3 separate regions of the Mus musculus genome follow, and all the other regions are linked to region 3. A link is a contact called in public HiCAR-type and promoter capture Hi-C data. All regions are on one chromosome and are shown on one strand. The core of a region is the stretch at or near the end of the contact, and the rest is flanking DNA. Distances in the headings are between cores, read along the strand shown.

The links. Promoter capture Hi-C pulls out the DNA fragments that hold promoters and counts their contacts. HiCAR-type assays count read pairs that join an accessible place to other places.
Region 1: a contact with region 3 is called in a promoter capture Hi-C map of hippocampal neurons, with 6 times the contacts expected there. The contact joins the promoter of Zfp536 here to the promoter of Rgs9bp in region 3. A contact is called at or near these places in 1 of 39 promoter capture datasets (hippocampal neurons) and 2 of 115 datasets of contacts at active chromatin or transcription factors (astrocytes and neural tube).
Region 2: a contact with region 3 is called in a HiCAR-type map of astrocytes, with 6 times the contacts expected there. The contact joins the promoter of Pop4 here to the promoter of Rgs9bp in region 3. A contact is called at or near these places in 2 of 39 promoter capture datasets (embryonic stem cells and hippocampal neurons), 1 of 115 datasets of contacts at active chromatin or transcription factors (astrocytes) and 1 of 9 other capture datasets (adipose tissue).

The regions. Positions count from the first base shown.
Region 1 is chr7:37,768,404-37,771,172 of GRCm38.p6, reverse strand. It overlaps Zfp536 (zinc finger protein 536), which reads left to right and starts at 1,421. Exons shown (of 6, transcript NM_172385.2): 1 at 1,421-1,577.
Region 2 is chr7:38,269,959-38,272,704 of GRCm38.p6, reverse strand. It overlaps Pop4 (processing of precursor 4, ribonuclease P/MRP family, (S. cerevisiae)), which reads left to right and starts at 1,357. Exons shown (of 7, transcript NM_025390.4): 1 at 1,357-1,558. The coding sequence starts at 1,552.
Region 3 is chr7:35,584,288-35,586,987 of GRCm38.p6, reverse strand. It overlaps Rgs9bp (regulator of G-protein signalling 9 binding protein), which reads left to right and starts at 1,406. Exons shown (of 1, transcript NM_145840.3): 1 at 1,406-2,700. The coding sequence starts at 1,768. The coding sequence ends at 2,481. It overlaps Ankrd27 (ankyrin repeat domain 27 (VPS9 domain)), which reads right to left and starts at 741. Exons shown (of 29, transcript NM_145633.3): 1 at 619-741.

The sequences.
Region 1 (2,769 bases), core at 172-2,671, 2.2 Mb before region 3:
ACATGAAGGTATGAGAAGTGAGGGAAGGTGGAAATTAGCGCTGTGGAAGTTAGAGAGAGAAAAGGAGAGAGAGAGAGAGAGAGAGAGAGAGAGAGAGAGAGAGAGAGAGAGAGAGAGACCAACTCTTCGGAGAAAATTCCCCGCAAGGTTTCTCTAGGGACAGGTGGAAAGTTAAGTGGCCCCCATTTTTCACTCCCGGTTTGTGAGTCCTTCCTGTTTGTCCGCCTCTTGGTGAGCGCACACTCAAGTCCCCGAGTTCTTTCCTGGAAGGATGCAAGCCTGGAAGGCTGGGGTCGGTGCGGGCAGAAGCCAGGGGCTGGGGCCTGGGAGGAGCAGGGCGGGGTCCCGGCCTGGCGCGCGGGTGGCAGCGGTGGCCGGGTTTTGTTTGCAGGATATTGTTTTGTCTAACGGGTGCCTCGCAGGAGACGTGATTCGTCAGCCGCCTTAGTTTTCACTTGAGCGGAAAATAACGGCGGCTACGTGCGGTCCCTGCCTGCGGGGCTCGAGCGCGCTGTGCGTGTGCATCCTCTGAGGTGCGCGCGGGTGGGCGGCCCGGGGCACCGGCTTTAGGACTAGCGGGCTAGCAGGGTGAGTGCGCGCCGAGCTGGCCTTGGGTTCCTCCTGCGCTTCTCTGGGCAGTCGCCGCCGCCGCTCTGCAGTTTAGCAGAAATCCGACAGGGGCCGCGTTTGCTGAGCGCATCCGGCCGGCTGCAGCCGGAGCGGGGCCGTGGGGCCAGGCCTCTCGGTGTAGACGTTGGGAGGGGGCCGGTGGGTAGTGGTGGGGGCAGTAGACTGGGAGGGGCGCGGGAAATGATCTTGGCCGGAGCGAGCACAGCTCCCCTGTCCCTGCTGTCCCCTCGTGTCCACCGCGAGTTGGGCATCCCCGCGCGCCGGGGCCTTGGCTTTTCCCCCACGGTCCCTAGGTCTCCAGGCAGGGCTTAGGTGAACTTGGGGTGGGGTGTGCTTGCTCATATGTGTGCGTGCGTGTGTACGTGTGTGTAGAAAGGGAGCTTAGCGTGGAGACCCTGGTTTTCTTTCTCAGTTTTTAACAACTGGATTTTGACTTTGAGACCAGCTTCGCTCACTGCTTGGGCTGGGAGGGGGGCGATCTTTCCCCATCACTCACATCTTTGTTCATTGTTCACTGAGTGCAAAGCAGGCGACTTAAAGAGAGGAAAAAGGAGGGAGAGAAAGAGAGAGGCAGAAGAGGGGGAAGAAGAGAGAAAGAAGAGGGGCGTGGGGGGCACATCAGTGTCCCCTCCTGGGTCGTGTTGGAGGGTGAAATAGTAAACCCACGCACGGAGGGTCGCCAGGAAAGTGGACATTACCGCTTTAATTAACTTCGAGATGCTCCGGCGGCGGGACCTGGCGTAGCCGTGACGCGCCCCCATAAATCTGCCGGGCCGGGGCTGCTCCAAGAACTCATACAGTAGCAGCGTCAGATTCAACGCGCGCCTCCCCCGGCCGGAGTCCATTTGCATAATTGGATTTTTTTTTTTGCCTCCTTCCTCCCTGAAACTTATTTGAAAACCCAAGTGAAAACCGCGACGACCTGCACACTCAAAAGCAAGTGCCAAGTAAGTGCCCTGCGGTGCCCTCCGCGCGCCCCGAGGTGAGGGCGCAGTGCTGGGGGCGAGTGCCCGGCCGGCTCGGGGAGAGTGTGCAGCGGGCGGGAGAATTGCATCTGCTGGGCTGGATGTTCGAGGAACTTTTTGTTTTGTTTTGTTTTTTTGCTGTTTTTTTTTTTTTTTTTAAACACAACTCCCAACCCTGTCTCTCCACTTTTCCGGCGAGGTGAGGTGACTGGGCCACGCGCATAGTTGAGGCGAGCCTGAAGAGGAGATCTTGGGGACACAGTTGAGAGTTGAGCATAGGGGTTCTTTGGGAGGGTGACGGGTCTCTGTCGCCGCCGCCACCGCCACCGTCGCTGCCGCGGCTTGGAGAGCTGAGCTGCGAGTGAGCGGGGTTGGTTGCCTGTCGCGCCGCGCCGCTGATGCAGTTTGTCGCCAAATGCCTCCCCCATTATTCTAAGGTTTGTGTCTCAGGGTGTGCGTGCGCTCGCGTGTGCGCCCCTGTGTTTTGCTGGGCTTTAAAAGGAAGAAAAGCAACCAAAACAAGAGTAGGAAGGCTTCCTTTCCAGTCTGCCTTCCCCTTCAGCGTCCTCTGTTTCTATTGCTTGAAAAAAATGGAGTGAGAGCTGTTTTGCCTAAGAGAGGGTCACCACCAACAGATTGACAATTCGGTTGGAAATGCTATCAATTCTACAGCAGAGATGTAGCTGCGGGCATGGCATGCCGGCTCCACCCTGGTCAGGGAAATGGCTTCACAATTTCAAATTGTTGAAAAAAATGCATACTATGTTATTATTAGTAGTATTATTTGCAGTGAGCAGGATGGAGGGGGAAAGTAGATTGCGTTGGAGAAGACTCCAGCTGTCTTTCCCATTTCTGGGCCTGCCTGGGAACTTGGCTGTGGGCAAGGCCCACCACCCTGCATGGCAGGGGCCTGAGACTCAGCTTCCAGCTCTGGGAGTTGCGGGGGGGGGGCACCTCCCCCCATAGCCCTTTGGCCTCTACTCTAAGAGAGCCTAGGGCTTTGGCTGAAGGCTGCTTTAGCTATGATGTCATCCTGATAGCGGTGCAAATGTCTCTTGATCTCACCATTACCCGCCTGGCTGAGTTGTTGGTAATGATAGCACTCTGCCCAGCTCCCCGACAATCAGGACACGGCGCCCTAGGAATTAGCATCCCCCACCCCAACCTGACCAAC
Region 2 (2,746 bases), core at 108-2,607, 2.7 Mb before region 3:
TATCATAATGACAGACACTAATGTTCCAAGTCTGAAGAATGCCTTCTAGACTGGATATAATAAGATAGACTATAAATTCCAATGCTCCAGAAGGCCAGGCAGGAATGTTGCACTTTCAAGCTCAGCCTAGACCACAAAGCAAGTGTCTGGGACACTGTCTTCAGTGAAAAAGAATCAATTTTTTAAAAGAGCAAACATTTTGAGACCAATGGGGTAAGATGCAATGAGCACAGGAAAGAAAGGAAGGGAGGGAGGGAGGGAGGGAGGGAGGGAGGGAGGGAGAGAGAGAGAGAGAGAGAGAGAGAGAGAGAGAGAGAGAGAGAGAGAGAGAGAGAGAGAAGAAAGAGAAGAAAGAAAGAAAGAAAGAAAGAAAGAAAGAAAGAAAGAAAGAAAGAAAGAAAGAGAGAGAGAAGAAGAAGAAGATAGGTGCCTTTTAGACATGTAAAACGTTTAACTAAGGAACCCCATGTAAAACGTTTAATTAAGGAACCCCAGTACACCCAAGGCAGCACCTGATAACCAGAACCCAGTTACATCACTCAAGACAACTAGACACAGTCCTAGAACCCCATGACACCCAGTGGACAGTGTATTAGTGGGCACCAAGAGCAATGCTCTGCTCTGCACAACTGAAGAGAAGCCACCTTCATCTGCCCTGCGGCTGGAGAGTAATCTGACACTCCAATCAAAAACTTCTGTTGGAGACTGGACCTGACCTTCAGCTAAGATAAGTCACACAGGAGGGTAGCCTTGGGGAGATAGGCTTAGGTAGTTAGGAATTTAGGGGGTGAACCTATGAAATGACCGTTTGCATAATAAAATGTAACTTTTGTTATACTAGCTACACTAACTACACGTCTCTACCTTCTTGCATCCGATAGCAAATAAACCTACTCTTTTTCTTTACTAATAGGAAAAAGACCTTTGAACGAGGTCATAAAAGTATTTAGTAGCAGAAACAGGACTAAATACCCCCGGCCACCAGTACAAAATATGACTAGTATTCTCGGGAGTAAATTCTAGATTACCCAGGGCAACACTGTAAGCCTCTTGCTTAAAAAAAAAAAAAAAGGAATCCCACAGTCGTTACCGCCGATATCCCCGGCCAACTTGTGCCCTCCCTCGTCCCCAATCTCCCTCGCGTCCTCTCTATGGCAGCTTGCTCTCGCTACATTTCATTAATCCTGACCCCCCAACACGACTACTCCAGTTACAGACACTTGCATACTGAACACCACAGCAGACCCGCAAAATCCGCTCCTCTCTCAACCACAGAGCCTGTGCCAGTGACGGACGCACACAGATGCCGTCGCGTCAATGACGTCAGAGAGGCGCCCGATCCGAAATCTGGTCGCCATCCCCTGACGCAGGGTGGAGCAAGTCCGTGCACTTTGTTAATTGTCTCTTGGGCTTATCGGATTTTTCCAGTGGAATTTTAAACAAAAAAGCAGCGTCCCGGCGGGAGAAAGCCGCTGAACAAAGCGAAGAAAGGAAAGGAATGAGTGAGGCCTGAAGGAGACATCGCCAGAGAGCTCCGGAAGCTGGCCGACAATGAAGGGTAAGTGGGATGAGGGACGCGGAGCGGGGCCGGGGTGGGAATATAGAACCTCGGAACTAGAAGTTGGCTTGGGAAATGAATCAGGGATACCTGTCTCAACAGAGTCCTAAGGCAACTTCCAGGGAATTACCTTAGTACACAAAAGAAATGGAGGCCCGGAGTCTGAATCCGCCGTCTCAGTCTCTTAGCTAGGAATAAATGTCAGGATCGAGTTTGTGTGCTCTCCTCAGGGGCCTCTCGGGGGAACTAGAAGAGATGGGTCCAAGTTCTTGACCGGACCTAGCTACTACCTTCCCGTATAACTTCTGTCAAGGACCTGCACCCCTCTGCCACCTGGTTTTCACCCTTGCCCCTGTAAAAAGCTGCTGAGGGGCAGTATCGTACACCTAAGGCTTTGGAATTTGAGCCGAAAAGAGCTGTGCCCAGAAGGGCAGCCAAGCACTGGGGCAGTACTAGAGGAGAGAGGTAAAGATATTGCCTCTGATTTGGTGATTCATGCCCTTTTTGTCTGAGAACAAGTTTCTTAGCGTGTCTCAGCTACCACTTTATTATGTGCATAACAAAGAAGAGCTACTGTTAAAAATTGCTTAGAAAGATTAATGACATTAAGATAATATATATGCACACTCACTCAACCAACCGCTTGACAAGCTGTGAGTGTCCCACACCTACTGCATGTTGCAGAAAGACTTTCAACTTTGATGCGAGGCATCTGGGGTAAATAAAACAAAGTTCTTCCTGGGATTCCAGCCCCTGCATGTTTATCACAATAAAGTTCAATCTTGATCCATTGTTCAAGAGAGAGCTAGATTCTGTATATAAAACTTGTGGTACCTTGGTTTGTTTGCTTGGGTCAAGCATATACTCAGGGAGACAGAGATGGATTGTTTGTTTGTTTGTTTGTTTCTTATTGTTGCTGTTGGGATAAAGTCAGCTATGTACTCCTGACTAGCCTGGAGCTCACCGTGTGAACCAGCTCGGCCTCTACCTCTCAAGTAATGGGATGGATCAACCATGTGTGCCGCCACACCCAGCTCAGAAGTGCAGTGTATAGGGTGTAGTGTGAACTGCACTTTCTGGTCATGGGCCCTTCCTTTTCCCATTTACTCCTGTAGTCTCTGCCCCAGTGCCACCATGATGATTGCCTCCAAACAAATAAGAAACAGGATTGTGGAGGTTTAAAGAGGT
Region 3 (2,700 bases), core at 157-2,656:
AGGAGAGGCTGGAGGGGCACCGCCTGGCGCGCGCGCATCTGGGCAGTCCGTTTTCAACCAAGAAACCGAACACACTCTGTGTGGTTGTACGTCTCTGGGTACCTGAGTTTTCCATAAGTCTTCTCTACATACAGGACGAGAGGACCTCGCCACGTGTAAAGCAGGCAGGGATACCCTTTCCACTTTCAGCCCCGGCGGAAACTCAATCAGCTGGCCTAGACCAGGATCTGAACACACAGCCTCCTCCCTCAGTTTGGTCACCGGAAAACCTCCCAGGCCACATGGCCTGGGAGCGACAGCTCTGCCCACTGCCCCAAGTCCCAGCTCCGGGGGACCCAGGCCTGCCGTGGTGCCACAGGAACAGATGCATTCTCCGCGCCGCCTAGGCATCCCTCTGGACCTAGTGGACAACGTGCGCGCCGCGATGCGGACCGCAGAGGAACGGGAGAGCTGGGAGGCTCAGCCCGCCACGGGTCCGGGCCCCTGGGGCCCATCAGCCCAGCCTGGGGCTCCCCTTCAGTGCAGGGAACCCCTCCCCCTTCCTCTCCCAGGCCCCGCCCGACCTCGGCGTTCCCCAGAGTAGGGAGGCGCTGGAGGATACCCGCAGAAGACACTTACTTAAGAGGCTACATAGTTTCACCTCTGTGCTACGACAGCACCTCCCGGACCCTGGGCTGGGACCTGAGTGCCCACCACCCGGGTGCGGTGGCTCCACTCTTCAGCCTACCTCTTTACTCCGCCGTTGGGCGGAACCCTGCTCCAGTCTGTCCAATAAGAGGTCGTTTTAGTCGAGACTGACACGTAAACAGAGCAATCATTAAGTCTAGTTCAGTCGGAGGTGGGGCCCAGGCGACTCCGCGCTTCCTACTCAAGCTAGCCCCGCCCAGAACCAGGGAGTGCGCGTGCCCAGAATTCGAGAGGCGGGACCTAAGGAAGATCTGATATTAGGGGTGGGGTCCAAGCTGGGCCCCTGAAATGGGGTTAGACTGTGATGAAGAAGAGAGCTCCAACTAAGTAACAATCCTACCCGGTCGATCGCCCGTGCTACTGGTGATGCAAACTGGAGGTGCCCAGACTTCCGAGCCACCCTACTCTGTTGCCTACAGGGTCTAGTCCCTTGGTCCTTTCCCTTCACTAGCATGGGCTGCGATAAGCTAAGCATTCTTTCTACCGAGTCTCACTTTTCCTCGTCTGCAAAGTAGGAAAAAAAAAAACCTTGAATTTGTAGGGCGCTAAGGTTCCAGAATTATCATGGTAGGGAGAAGAGGGAAAGCCACACTTGATCTACCTGGGCTGGGCCCCGCCTACCCCTGGCCCGGGGGCGGGGAGGGGGCGGGGGGGGCGGGCGGAGGAAGCCCCGGGCCTGGACTGGTGGCTGGAGGCGTGTCCTAGGAAACTGGATCCTGCTGCCCTTGGCCGGGGCTAAGGCGCGCGGCTCGTCTTGGAGACTTGGGGTCGATCAAGGATGGGGTCTTCACTCTGGGCTTCTCAGGGAGCCGCCGTGAAAAAGAAAGTGGTGCAAAGACACTACGCGTGACCCGGAGCGCGTCTGGGGGAAATGGAGGAGCGGATGGGGAGAAGCTAACCAGACTACCCCAGCCGTGGGGACGCCGGAGGCGCACCTCAAGGGTCCCTGGAGAGCTCTGTTGAGAACAGCGGCGAGGACATGAGGAGCTTTCAGTCCGCCCTGCTCAAGGCTGGCATCAGGGCTGGAGGCGACCTACGACGTTGAAGGTTGCAAGTAGGGTACCGCCGGAGGGCAGCGCCATGGCCAGAGAGGAGTGCAAGGCGCTGCTGGACGCGCTCAACAAGACCACAGCGTGCTACCATCACTTAGTGCTTACTGTGGGCGGCTCCGCGGACACTCAGGACCTACGCGAAGAGCTGCAGAAGACCCGCCAGAAGGCGCGGGAGCTGGCCGTGGCCACCGGCGCCCGGTTGACCGTCGCGCTCCGGGACCGGAGCTTAGCTACCGAGGAGCGCGCGGAGTTTGAGCGGCTCTGGGTGGCCTTTTCAGGCTGCCTGGACCTGCTCGAAGCCGACATGCAGCGCGCACTAGCGCTGGGAGCCACCTTCCCGCTGCACGCGCCGCGCCGGCCACTTGTTCGCACTGGGGTGACGGGCGGCTCCTCTGCTGTAGCTGCGCGCGCCCTGAGCGCCCGCAGCCTGCGGCACGAAGCGGAGAGCGACTTCGATGTCGCCGATCTGCCCCAGTTGGAGCGCGAAGTCCTCCAGGTGGGCGAGATGATTGACGACATGGAAATGAAAGTCAACGTGCCCCGCTGGACTGTACAGGCGCGACAAGCGGCAGGCGCCGAACTCCTGTCCGGTGCCAGTGCCGGCGCGTCCTCAGCCGGTGGCATTTCGGTAGAGGAGCGCGCGGGCCCCTGCGACCCCAGCAAGGCCCTGGCTGCCACCGTTTTCAGCGCCGTGCTGTTGGTGGCTGTGGCCCTCGCCTTATGTGTGGCAAAGCTGAGCTGACTGATATCCAACGGTCGTCCGCTGCCCCTTTTCTTTCCAGGGCATGGGCTTCGGGTTTGAACCGTTAAGGAGAGAGGTAGTGAGCCTGAATGTGTGCATATGAACATGATCCTTTCAAAGCCCACCTCTGCCTGGGCAAAACGTGTTTTGTTTTTTAACATGCTGGCCCAAGAGGAGTTAACAGCACAGGGCGGCCAGGCCATTACCTCTAATGTCTGT